2 separate regions of the Mus musculus genome follow, and region 2 is linked to region 1. Evidence: chromatin contacts called from public promoter capture Hi-C data. All regions are on one chromosome and are shown on one strand. Each heading gives the region's core, a stretch centred on a gene start, on an enhancer-like site or on the middle of the called end of the contact. The rest is flanking DNA. Distances are from core to core; before and after follow the strand shown.

The links. Capture Hi-C pulls out chosen DNA fragments and counts their contacts.
Region 2: a promoter capture Hi-C map of adipose tissue shows a contact between it and region 1, with 3 times the contacts expected there. The contact joins the promoter of Scaf11 here to the promoter of Senp1 in region 1. A contact is called at or near these places in 1 of 39 promoter capture datasets (liver) and 2 of 9 other capture datasets (adipose tissue and liver).

What each region holds. Positions count from the first base shown.
Region 1 is chr15:98,089,881-98,096,102 of GRCm38.p6, forward strand. Senp1 (SUMO1/sentrin specific peptidase 1) reads right to left here and starts at 3,689. Exons shown (of 18, transcript NM_144851.5): 1 at 3,403-3,689. It also overlaps a transcript of Pfkm not described here.
Region 2 is chr15:96,458,661-96,464,882 of GRCm38.p6, forward strand. It overlaps Scaf11 (SR-related CTD-associated factor 11), which reads right to left and starts at 2,183. Exons shown (of 15, transcript NM_028148.2): 1 at 1,942-2,183. Gm41408 reads left to right here. Exons shown (of 2, transcript XM_030248866.1): 2 at 1,384-4,586. The coding sequence ends at 2,249.

The DNA of each region.
Region 1 (6,222 bases), core at 2,439-4,938:
CCCCTTCTTCCTTAACGGGGTAGAATTTTTTTTTAAACTTCCTTTTTCTTATTTTTTTATTTTTATGAGTACACTTTAGCTGTTTTCAGACAAACCAGAAGAGGGCGCCAGATCCCATTACAGATGGCTGTGAGCCACCATGTGGTTTGCTGGGACTTGAACTCAGGACCTCTGGAAGAGCATTCAGTGCTCTTAACCACTGAGCCATCTTTCCAGCCCCCCTTTTTAATTTATTTATTTTACGTGTAGAAGTGTTTCCCCCAAATGTTTGTCTATGCACCATGTGCATATGCCCAGTGCTTGTGGAGGTTAAAAGAGGGCTTCAGATCCCCTGTGAGCCACTATGTGAGTGAAGGGAGTTGAACTTAAGTCTTCTGGAAGAGCAGCCACAGCTCTTAACCACTGAGCCATTCCTCCTGCATTAGGGTAGAATTCTTTAGGATTCAGATTAAGGCAGGGGGAAAAAAATCGAATCAACCAAAGTCACTTTCTAATTGTGACTAGTACATTCTGCATACCTTTTTAATAAGAAAAATACCAATTTAAAAGTCTAGTATCCAGGGCCGGGCAGTGGTGGTGCACGCCTTTAATCCCAGCACTTGGGAGGCAAAGGCAGGTGGATTTCTGAGTTCGAGGCCACCCTGGTCTACAGAGTGAGTTCCTGGACAGCCAGGGCTACACAGAGAAACCCTGTCTCGTAAAACCAAAATAAATAGATAGATAAATAAATAAATGTCTAGTACCCACAACATGAGAGATAGGAAAATTCCAAGTTTGAGGCCGCTTGGATTATACAGCAAGACATTCTCTCAGGAAGAAAAAAAATCTGGTCTCCAGTAGGATAATCCCAGTTAATTTCTTTTTCATTTTAGAGATGTAAAAGGAGAAAACAAGCTAGAAATTAAATAATTCAAAAAGTTAAACTGACTTGCATAAAATCACACAGATGGGGCAAAAGGAAGGACCCAAGAATCCCTCAGCAAGTGCACACTCTAGCTTCTATCTTCTGGCATATCCAGAAGACAGAAGATATTCATTCAAAGATTCACAAGGGCAATTGAAAAGTAGCCTTTCCAACTAGCTTTGAGCAATCTATCCTGGCTCATATATGTAAATGATCAAAGCTCCATATTCAGAACAAATACATCTTGCTTCTTTGTTGTGCTTCTAGTACCTTCTTTAGCAATGATGTTGGAAGAAGAGATTTAAGAAAACAACAAAATCAAAATTCTACATGAGTCCTTAATAAGGAGCCTTAGATGTCATCAAATTCAAGCACAGATGACAGGTTTTTTTATTTTAAGAAAATCTGTCTTGCTGGGTGGTGGTAGAGTCACACAGTAGGTGGATCTCTCGTGAGTTTGAGGTCAGCCTGATCTATAGAGCGAGTTTCAGGATAACCAAAGTTACATAGAGAAACCCTGTTTCAAAACACACACACACACACACACACACACACACTCTCACACACACACACACACACACACACACACACACACACATATAGATAGATAATTTTCATAATTCATCCCTAGTAGTCATCATTCATTTAATTTCCAGAATGTTACTAAGCAGCTGCTTACTAATGTGAATCAAGTTAGCAGCTGAACACCAAGTGAAAGGTAAATCTGAGGGAGACAGAAATTGCCTGCAATAGAATACAAAGTAGTAAATCATGTGTAAGTCTGTATACTTTGGAAGAGATCATTACAAAAATTAATTTTTAGCGCACTAATGAAGCTACTAGAAAAATATAGCCCTGTACAGTTACCTGTATCCAGAGCCAACATGTGCAAGTAAGCATGCGAATAACACAATGATACCCTGTGATACAGTCTACACTTCACCATCATCTGTCACCTGTGATACACTTTACACTTCGCCATCATCTGTTCAGGTCCGCACCATAGTATTTTTATGTGGACTCTCTCCCCCAGTTAAATTAGTACCTTAAGCACCTTACTATTCTAACCTTTAAATAGTACTTAACTTCTTACACACATACACTAAGTGTGGGGTTCTGGGATATAAACACAAGAAAGCTCTGGCCTTTGCCCTTTAGTAGTTTTCAGGCCAGGCGAGGAAGCCAGATCCAGTCACACAGACAGCAAAACTAGTATGACGGGTAGGAGAAAGAGAAGACAGTGGAAGAAGAAAATTACATCACCTTAGCCACAAGTGGCAGAACCTGTTTGTAAACTCATCCACTCCCTCTCCAGACCTAATTCATCAGATGAGTGATAGGCTACCCACGTTTGCCGTTTGGATAATTGACTGAAATCAGGGAATGAAGCTCTTTAAAGAGGGGGTGGGGTGGGGGGGGGGACAGGTAGTCTAACTGGAAGGTTCAGGTCACTATTACAGGTGTCACTGTAACCTCAAGGGCAGTAATCCACATTTCAGCAAGAGTCGTGAATACAAATCATCTTTATGAAGAATACTTAAACATGTTTTACTTCATCCAGAATGTCCTACTACATCGAAAACCCTACATCAAATGGTTGATTGCACATAAAAGGACTATACAAAATTTTGCAAGAATCACCATCACTCCAAATACAATTAAGTATGCCACGTGAAGTAAGTAATTTTAACAAGTGTGCCTTAAAAGTGATAAAGGAGCAAGTTATTGCCAACAAGATAACAGAAAAACTGTAGAGGTACTGATAAAACAGAAATCACCAAGCTCAAGACAAGAGGAAGCCAGCATATATCCAGAAAGATCACGTTAGGGTATACGAAGAAAAGGTTCAAGGGAATTCATTACCAAGAGGCGATGAGCCAGGTAAGGAGACGGCGGCAGTTAAGGGGGTTTTCATAACCTATGCAGAAGGGTCCAGACGTTTCTCTCTGGTGGTGGCTCTAGCAATATCACATCCCAGGGAATTATCACAGGGTAAAAAGAGTTGGAGAATTGTTTTACGTGAGACTCGGTAGGCGAGGAGTAGCATTCAGGTTTCAAGGAAGAAGAGAGGCGAAGCAGGTGGGAGCGACAGCTCAACTTCCTCGTAGAGAACAGCTCTTCCTCCCGGGGACCCTGCTCTGGCGGGAAACTCCCGCGATCCCAACCGGCCTTCTCTCTTTGGAAAAGTAGAGTGGGATGTAGAAGGAGGCCGTGCTGTGACCGCGGGGAGATGGCCTCTCCGCGGGTCGGGAGACCGGAGGGCTGAAAGGGCGGCCTCAGTGAGCCCAACTACCAGACCCGGGCCAGGCAGCCGCGACCGGGCAGCAGGGGGGAATGGAGGTGGTCCCAAGGGGCGGGGCGGAAGACAGGGCACGGTCCCCACCGCCGTCCTCCTTTCCGCTCGGCCCCGCCGAGGCCCGCGGGCCCAGCCTGACACAGCCTCCCGGCCCGGTCTCCCTCCATCCTCACCCCTCCCCCAGTTTCCCGCCGCCACTCACCGAACCGGAACCGGCTGCTAGGCAAAGGGGTTTCCGGCCGGGCGCGGACCGCAAAGCCCGGGAACCTCCGGGAACCGGAACCTTCTTTACTCTACCGGAAGACCGTTTGGCGGGCGCGGAGGAGGGAAGGGGGTGGGACAAGAGGTCAAAGAGCGAGCTACAGGCTCGCGGGACGCCTGCGCGAGGTGGCGAGGCCCGAGACGTGGAGGGAGCGTTTGACTCGCGTCTCCATCTCCCTGTCACCCTGTCAGACTGGGGCTTTTTCTCTTCGTCGCACTTGGAGTACTGTTAGTGCGCCCGCCGTCCTTTGGTTTTCTCTGTCCCTCGGCTCCTTGACCCGCTGTCATCTGGTTCCGTTCGGTGACCTTTTTTTGGCTTACGCACAGGTTTCCATGGCAGCTGTTCGCTAGGGCCCTAGATGTTTGGAAACCTGCGCCTTCCCCGACAAATCCTCATTTTGAGTTCTAAATTGATTTTTACCTCTAGCTTCTGAAAATTAGTGTGCATCTTGTCACGCTTGACACGCTTGACTGATCACAGGAAGTGGGGCTAGGGGGAAGAGCAGAGACTAAGAAACTTTGGGAACACCTTAGCTTAGACTCTTAACAACACACCTAGCCTTATATAACTGGAATAATTTTAAACAGTGATCTCTAGTGGGATTCACCAGAGGTCTTAAACATGTAATCAATGCCAGACTTTTAAAGACAGAATGGAGGAAAAATTAACTTGTTCATTCAAATTACTTACCGAGCTTCTTAATTTAATTACGCCTCTGGCGCAGGCCCTATTTGGAAAGAGGCTTCAGAATAGTATTCTAGACCCAGGTGACTGCCTGTCTGAATTCACTCTTGAAGAAAGAAAAGCCTCTGGAATCTGCCAGCCTCATCTATTCTCTAAGCATAAGGAGATAAACTTGTTTCTTCAGGGGATCCTGACTTGTTATGTATATAAACGATTATATCACCTTATATGCTGATATTTTTATATGGCCAAGTCCTAAAACCCAGTGGTATTAAGTGTACCTAGACCATGTTGACCTTTGACACTTTAAATATTCTATGGATCTATTTATTTGGATTAAACTTTCTTTACTTCTAGGAAGTAGCCATGCGTAGAGAGGAGTTTCAGCTGAGATTTTTCATGTGCGTGATTGAGTCTCGCCAAGTAGTCAGGACTACTCAGAGCACAGGTACCATTGATTATGTTATAGTGACAAGGGATATGTTCTCTCAGAGCTATACAGGATGAGAGCTTCTGGCAGAATTATAAACTTAAGGGGTCGACGGGCTTGTTTTCTATTCCTAGTAGGAAAAATATTTTGTCACCGTGTTGGGGTGTTTTCTTTGTACAAGTATAAGGGAGATGCTATCCTCATCCCAGGCAAAGGAGGAAGACTTGGGAGCTGAGAACAAGAAACATGGAACATGGGAAGGGTGTTGATTTCTATTTAATTTATAGATTATTCTAACCTATCTGGGGTGACTTGTAGTAGGAGTCCTTGTTGATACTCAGTGGGCACCCCCAAACATGTAAGTCAGGACTTAAAGAGAACTTCCACTCTTTTCTAACTGGTAGTGATATGTTCTGCTTTGCCTCTGTTAATACTAAAGGAATAGAATCGTTTAGAGGTAGTAAACTAGTTACTGAGAACAATCCATTCTCTTAATCGTCTTTACCGCGTTTATGCTAAGTGTTTATTCAAAAGAAGTTCTGAATAGCTAAGCCTCTTAGGGAAAGTAGAAGAGAAAGGAGCACACCCTCCCTGGTCCCCACCCTGATGGTGACCCACAGTTATCGCTTCCCAGCGGGGGAAGCTTCAACCTCCAACATGACCATACCGGAGTCAAAGGCAGATGACCAGTGGAGACTAGACGGTATGGATGATGATCCAAGCACCGTGGGACCTGTATCTATTCCTGACACTGGTGAGGCCTGTGAGTAAACAATGGGGATTGGTGGGGAAAGGCGCGGTGAAGAGCAAAAGGTTTGTTCACAGCATGATGGTCACGGTGACAAAATACCCAATTCGGGGTAATGTAGAGAATGAATTTTATTTACGGTTTAGGAAACTTAGGAAGCTGGAAGCCCACGAATAGGCAGCTTCTTTTGTTTGGCTTCTGCTTAGGATTCCCTTGGTTGAGCCACATGACAGCAAGAACATAAGCAAGAAGAAGGAGGGAATCACACAGTAAGCCAGATGGGGTCAGGGCGGGGCGCAGTCTGTATGTCTGTCTTATAACGGCCTTCTTCAACAGGAGCTGACTGGGACCCATGGGACCTCATTAGCTCCTGCCCAGGCCATTCCCTCCCAGCAGAGCCCATGATGCCCCGGATGCCATGATCTCAACACAGGAAACTCTGAGAGATGTGCTCACATGGTTTCCAAGCCATAGCCATGCTAAGTCACTTGCCTCCCTCATTACTCTAAGCTATGTAGTTCGACTTCCATGTTGTTAGTAAACCTTATATAGAAAAACGTGAAACTCCCACCAATGGATTAAATTAAGGTATTATTATTATGTTACAAAATTATTCCAAGCTGGGTGGTGGTGGCACATGCCTTTAATCACAGCACTCGGTAGGCAGAGGCAGGCTGATTTCTGAGTTCCAGGCCAGCCTGGTCTACAAAGTGAGTTCCAGGACAGCCAAGGCTACACAGAGAAACAGAGAAACCCTGTCTCGAAAAACAAAAACAAAACAAAAAATTATTCCAAAGACTATAAAATTTACCCTGGGAAACATTTAATAACAGGTTTATCTTGTATAATTTAATAAAGGTTCAACTCACCAATACTTTATATTAAATTTTAGGAACAC
Region 2 (6,222 bases), core at 933-3,432, 1.6 Mb before region 1:
GGCACACTGCCCTCTTAGAATGGTGGTTTACAACTATCTTGCATTAAAGTACCTAAAATGTGCAGGCTGATGGGTAGTTACCATTATACTTCATTACTAAAGGTATATGTCAGGGATGACAGCAGGTTAGGTAAGTTTTCATGAAAACCGCTCGTAAACTATCCGTGCTCCAGGAAGATGGGAAAATTGGGAATACCCAATAGAAGGCCCAGAACCACGTGAGGGACTTCCAGGAAGAAAACTCTTAAAAGTTTTCTCTTAAAAATTAAGTAATTTACACTTTCTTTTGTATTTTTCTCCTTTGTCATGTTGAAGGCTGCCTTTGCAGTATATTTACAGAAGGGCAAAGAAAAAACTATTAGCTAAAGTGAAGCTACAGTAGGAACTGCTAATCTTTGAAACTCTGACCACAAGAGGGGCAATGGTGGCACACACCTTTAATCCCAACACTCTAGAGGCAGAGGCAGGCGGATTTCTGAGTCTGAGGCCAGCCTGATCTACAGAGCGGATCCAGGATGGATAGGGCTACACAGAGAAACCCTGTCTTGATAAACAATGAAGAAGAAGAAGAAGAAAAAAATGACTGCATAAACAAAACGCAAATTAATTCATATCTAAAGATATTTTCAATTTTTCTTTTTTGTCTATTTGGGCAAAAAATAAAAAATAAACCAACAATAACAACAAGAAAACTACTTTTTCCTTCTGTTTTAAATAATAATAAAATGGTTAAGCCAAGTGCCAAAGCAGAGGGGGAGGTGGGGGTGGAAACATGGTGTGGAGAGACAGAATTACCCAATAAAATTTTATTAAAAATACCGGTTAAATGAAAGGGCTAAGAATCTATTGCCTTCACTGTTGTGGGGCTGCGGCAAATAAATCATACATGAGTTATCTTTTCCTTGAAAAATGAAAAAAAACGTACTTATTGATATACTTTCCCCAAAATTCAGAGAAAACTGCCCAAACTGGGGGAAATTTGAATACTACCATATCTTAGTCAAGGCATACTAAAAAACTTTCTCGTCAGTTTTCGTTAGTTCGCTGCTAGTATATAAGGATGGTAGCCAAAATGTAATCCAAAATGAATGAGAAGCAGCCGCGGTTTTACGTAGTACGATCAGCATGTAAAACTTGCATTCTGTATTGTTTACTACCTCACACACGCAGATGATTAGCCGGACTACCGGAATACGATACTGTACAGATCAACGCATGGGGAGTGTAGGTCACCATTTCAATCTGGGACTGTTGCCCTCAATTGCAACCAGGTGTCTTTTAAATTAAATTCTTCGAGATCCGTGCGGAAGACGAGCGTGCATTGGCCAATCTTCTAATCGGTACTCAGTCCCCGGCTCTAAGGCGGGGTTGAGCGGGGCTGAGTTTCGATCTCCCGGCCGGTTGGACCGCGGGCAGCCCGGGCAGCGGGTTTTAAAAACGACGGCGGGGGTGGGGAGGCGGCCGCCGAGGGAGGGAGGGAGAGGCCGAGGCCAGGCGCCGGCCAGCGCTTCCTCGTTCAGGCGCCGGGGAGGTCACAGCCTAGTGAAGTTTGGTTTCACAAGCGGGACCCGGAGGCTCGGGGACGAACGCGAACTCCACGGGAAAGCGGGCCAGCCTGGGAGCGCCCGGAAGCACGGCCGACACGTTCCCACTGCGGGTGGGGGAGCTGCGGGCCGGGCCTGGAGCCCCTTCCTGCCTCGGCCGAGGCCCCGCAGCCCGCGCCGCCCCGCTCTGCTCCTAGGCCCCGCGCGCGCCCAAACTGGACCTCCGCCCCGCGCCGCCCGGGGCCGCGGCTCCCAACTTTGCTCGCAGCGAAAGACACCGCCCGAGCCGCGCGCGAGCCCCAAACTTTGCCCGCCCGCCCGGCCCGCGCCCCCGCCGCGCCGCGCTGCGCTGCGCCCCGGGGCGCCTCGTCCGCTCTCTCCGGCCCGCCGTGTTTACCTGAGGCCGAGGTCCCGCGGCCGCGCCGGCGCAGGAGGCCCGGTCTCCGTCAGTCCGCCGCTAAGTTCTGCACCATGGACTCCTCCGGCCGCTCGGAAGCGCGCGCGGCCCGCGGGCTGGCTCGGACGGCCGGGTCGGGAGCACGCAGGCAGCCACGCAGCAGGAGACCCGGGCAGGCGGCGCTAGCTCCGCGCCGCTTGCGCCACCGCCGCTCCCCTCCCCCGCCGTGTCTGGCGGCTCCCTCCCTTTCTCCCTCCCTCCTTCCGCGGGGCTCAGCCGCGCCGCCACAGGTCGGCGCACTGTGGTGACGACGCGGGCGGGCGGGCGGGCGGGCGGCTGGACCCGCCGCACGCTACCTGCTCGCGGGCGCTGCCGTACTCCCCCGGACCTCCAGGGGGCGCCCGCGAGCCGCGACGGACGGACGGACGTGGTGGGCGGGGCACGCCGCCCGGCTGGAGAGCGGGAGCTCCGGCGTCTGCGAGTGGCCGGGGCTTCTGGGAAACATTCTTCTTGCCCCGCCCTCTTGCCGCTCGGAGCGCTACGCGCACGCGCCGTGCTCAGTCCTCGCTCCACCCCTTTCCCCCTCATCCCCACCCCCGCCCCTGCGCCCTGGCCGCGCTCTCTCTGGTCGTGGCCTTTCCTGGCAGGCTCCGTGGGCGACAATAAAGATGTTTTGGAGAGACTGCAGTCCCGAGAAGAACTCGTGCGTAGTTGGCACGGATGAAGTACTCCGCCCGCTGCACGTGCGCGGCGGCCTGCCAGCCCGGGACACACTCCCACGCCCTAAGCCCGCGTCCCCGAGGCTAGCCGAGCCTGGCTGGCTTTAAGTGCTTCCACTTTCAGTCACTCTGCGATGTCCTCCTGCCCTGCAGCGCCCTCGGATCTTTTGTTTCACCTCGGAGGTGTCTTTACAGGCTTTTCGTCAGGCGCTGGCTTTTTCACCCCCTGCTCCACGCTCTAGCTTTTCCTAGTTGTCCTCTTGCAATCCACGCTGTCGCCTGGCCACCCCAACCCAGGCTGTTCCCTCCCTACCTCCAGCCCAGCAGCGTCCCCTGCCCTCCTCTCTGATCCTGTCGCTTCCCTGGCATCTTCATCCTGTGCTACTTGGCTGTTCAGTGCCCGTCACGTCACACCGAAGTTTGGGATGATGTCTCGTTAAGCTCTTCACAGAGCCGAGCACCAGCAAGGGACTGGGTAAATAACCGCTTAGGAATGCAATGAATGGCAGCCTTGTCTCTCCCAGTGTCAGTGAGCTATCTTCATAGGTTTGGAAATGTGGTGTTCCTGTGTGCAAGTATTTCGCAGTGATTTAGAGGTGTTAAAATACTTTGTTCTGATGAAACAAGACTTTCTGAGGGACCTTTCTCTTGTAATGACGACGAATGAAGCTGGTGATTAAGAAAACCTAAAAACCTGTTGAAACTGTTGTGTGACAGAATCAAGTCAAAGGCACTGTTAACCATCCTGCAGAGATAAAGTTTAGCTTTCCTGTGTACACTCGGGGTCCAGAATTCACCCTAGAGAATTTTATCAGTAAGAGCAATTCCCGGTGAAGATGTGATATTCTTTTGTATGTATTTTATTTTGTTTTTAATGCAGAGTCTCACTGTGCAGACCGATCCTCAAACTCCACATCTCCTACTTCAAATTTATTGCTCTACCTTTTGTGTTCGCAACATTTAAAATTCACTCTGTAGCCATCGTGCTGGGTAACAGAGCACGAGAAAAGGCTCCTCCTGCCTAACTGCCCTTTGACCACCTCCCGCCCCCATCCACCTCCCCCTCCACACACACAATACTTACCTAACAGAAACGAAGGTGCATTGTAATATAGGCTGTTTCTTGTTCCCCAAGAGAGAGACCCTGCCTATTTCTATATATGGTGTTCTCCTCTTTACTGTGTTTGCATGATAAGAATGTGTTTTGTTTCCTTTTTTTTTTTTTAAATTTATCAGAGAGGGTAAATATAAAACAGATGGATAATGTCGATGGCATACCTGTTAATACTTTAGACTCATTTATAATCATAAACAAGTGAGGGCTAGGGAGGTGGCTCATTAAGTGCTTACCACACAAGCATGAGGACCTGAGGTTGACTCCCCAGAACCCACAGAAAGTTGGGCACCATAGCAGGCATCCGTAATTCCAGGGCTTTCACGGAGAGACAACAGGAGAGACCTCTGAAGCTAGCCTGCTGTCAGAGACAACAGACCCTACCTGTAGAGTGTAGAAGGCAAGAATTGATACCCAAGGTTGTCCTCTGACCCCACTTGTGCACTGTGGGACACACACTTTCACGAGTACACCACAACAGAGAAGTACCCCATGAACAAACATGTACATACAGAGAGCATTTTAGTTTATTTTTTATGTATATGGGTATTTTGCTTACATGTATGTCTGCACCACATTCTTGCAGTGCCCATGGAGGCCAGAAGAGGAAGACAAGGTGTCTGGGGCTGGACTTCCAGGTGGAGTTATGAACCAGGTTGTTGTTGCTGATACTCAAACCTAGCTCATCTGGAAGAGAAATGCTAATAACTGACCTGAACTATCTCTCCAGTCTCCCTCCCCCTCCCCCCCAAAAGAGATTTGCTAAGATCTACAAATGGTGCACATAAAAATACCTTCATTGAAATTCTCAATTGTGTTGCAGTTTCTCGGGCAACCATCCTTTCACAGTGTGATAGAAACCCATAGCATTGAAAAACCAAAAACAAACAAACAAACCCATAGCAGCAGCTTTGAAAATGAAAGGTGATCGGTCAATGTATACATTTTTATGGGTTCATCAGAAATAATTGCTATAATCTGTCTTTTATGAATGTAACACAAAACAAAATTCACATTAAGAGAAGAAGAAAAAAGAAATCATGGAATAAAGACCTTGGGTTACTTAACCCCTTGGCAGTTTTAAACAAATAACCCCGTGTTTTATCTTCGATTTTTATATAACAGGAGGTTTTCAATTTAATCTGTATAGTGTGTTTATGTCAATAAAAATTTACAAATTCAAAAGGTATGCAGTTAAGACTCATGGACAAAATGTGGTCAAATATGCAATGTCCATATAACGAATGGAAACTAAATGCTATAAGGAAAAGTTACAGGAACTTTCACAAAATAATATAGCTTTATTAAAACCAATATTCCACTCAAGAAAGATGAACCTCCAGATACAGTCTCTTAACACTAATCAGCGTAACCAAATACAGACAGAGTCAGTGGTGTGCCCGCATTGGTGTGCACAGGGGTTAGCATTCTGCATTGTAAGTCAATAAAGCAAGCCCTCCTAGCTCCAGCCCCAGCCACTGGGAAGTACACATAAATGATTGTACACTCTGCAATAATACCCTAGCTGTGAACTTTGAATCACGTGGTAAATTGCCATCCGCGTGGGTGACACCAGAACCCCGCAGCCCTAGCACCAAATTCAGTGCTGTTCAATCTTGGCATCAGCTGTTCTCACCGAACAAATACTGTGGCCGACCACTGCTGACGTGATCAAGCCCGTATCATTTTACCCATGTTACCACCTGTCCAAGGTCCATCACCTTCGAGAAAAGCTCTTGCGCGCGCCAGACTTGACCAGCAAGAACGACGCTGCAACAGGATCCTTCTGCACACGTTTATTGGGAGAGCTTGATTGCAGAGGCGAAAAGACCCCGAGCCCAGAACTGATGCTGTTTATATAGGCCTAGGAGAGGCTTGTCTCACACCCGGATTGGTTATGCACTATGCCTCATTTGCATGTTCCTCATCTGATTAGCTACTCTCTCTCTCTGTACCTCACAGAGCCTCATTATCATACCTCATTTGCATGTCTCACATCTGATTGGTTATACTCTCAAAGCCTCATTATCATGCCCGGGCCAGGCAGTGTCTTTGCAAAAAACTTTACTGCATATGTACACATTGGTTGTTTGTCCAAACTTATGCGTGGTGGCCAGCAGTAGTCAGTGCCACTCTGCAACGGCACATGTGGCTTCCCACAAAAAGCTGTACTCTCCTTGATGTCACACCCTCTGGCAGAGGCTGGCTATAACTGGGTTTATCGCTAACAGTTGTCAAACAGCAGGGCAGAGACACCTTCAAAGGCGAGCAAGGCCAGTTTGCTACGTCAAATGTCTTGGTTACCCTGAGGATGTAACAACCAATGCTCCACTGGTAGTGACAGACTACTGAACTACAGACAGCGAGTTTGGTGTGGGAAGGAAATCTTGGCTGCAGGCAGATACTTCTGTCCTCAGAGGCAAAGTTTTTCAGCATTGGTCATTGATT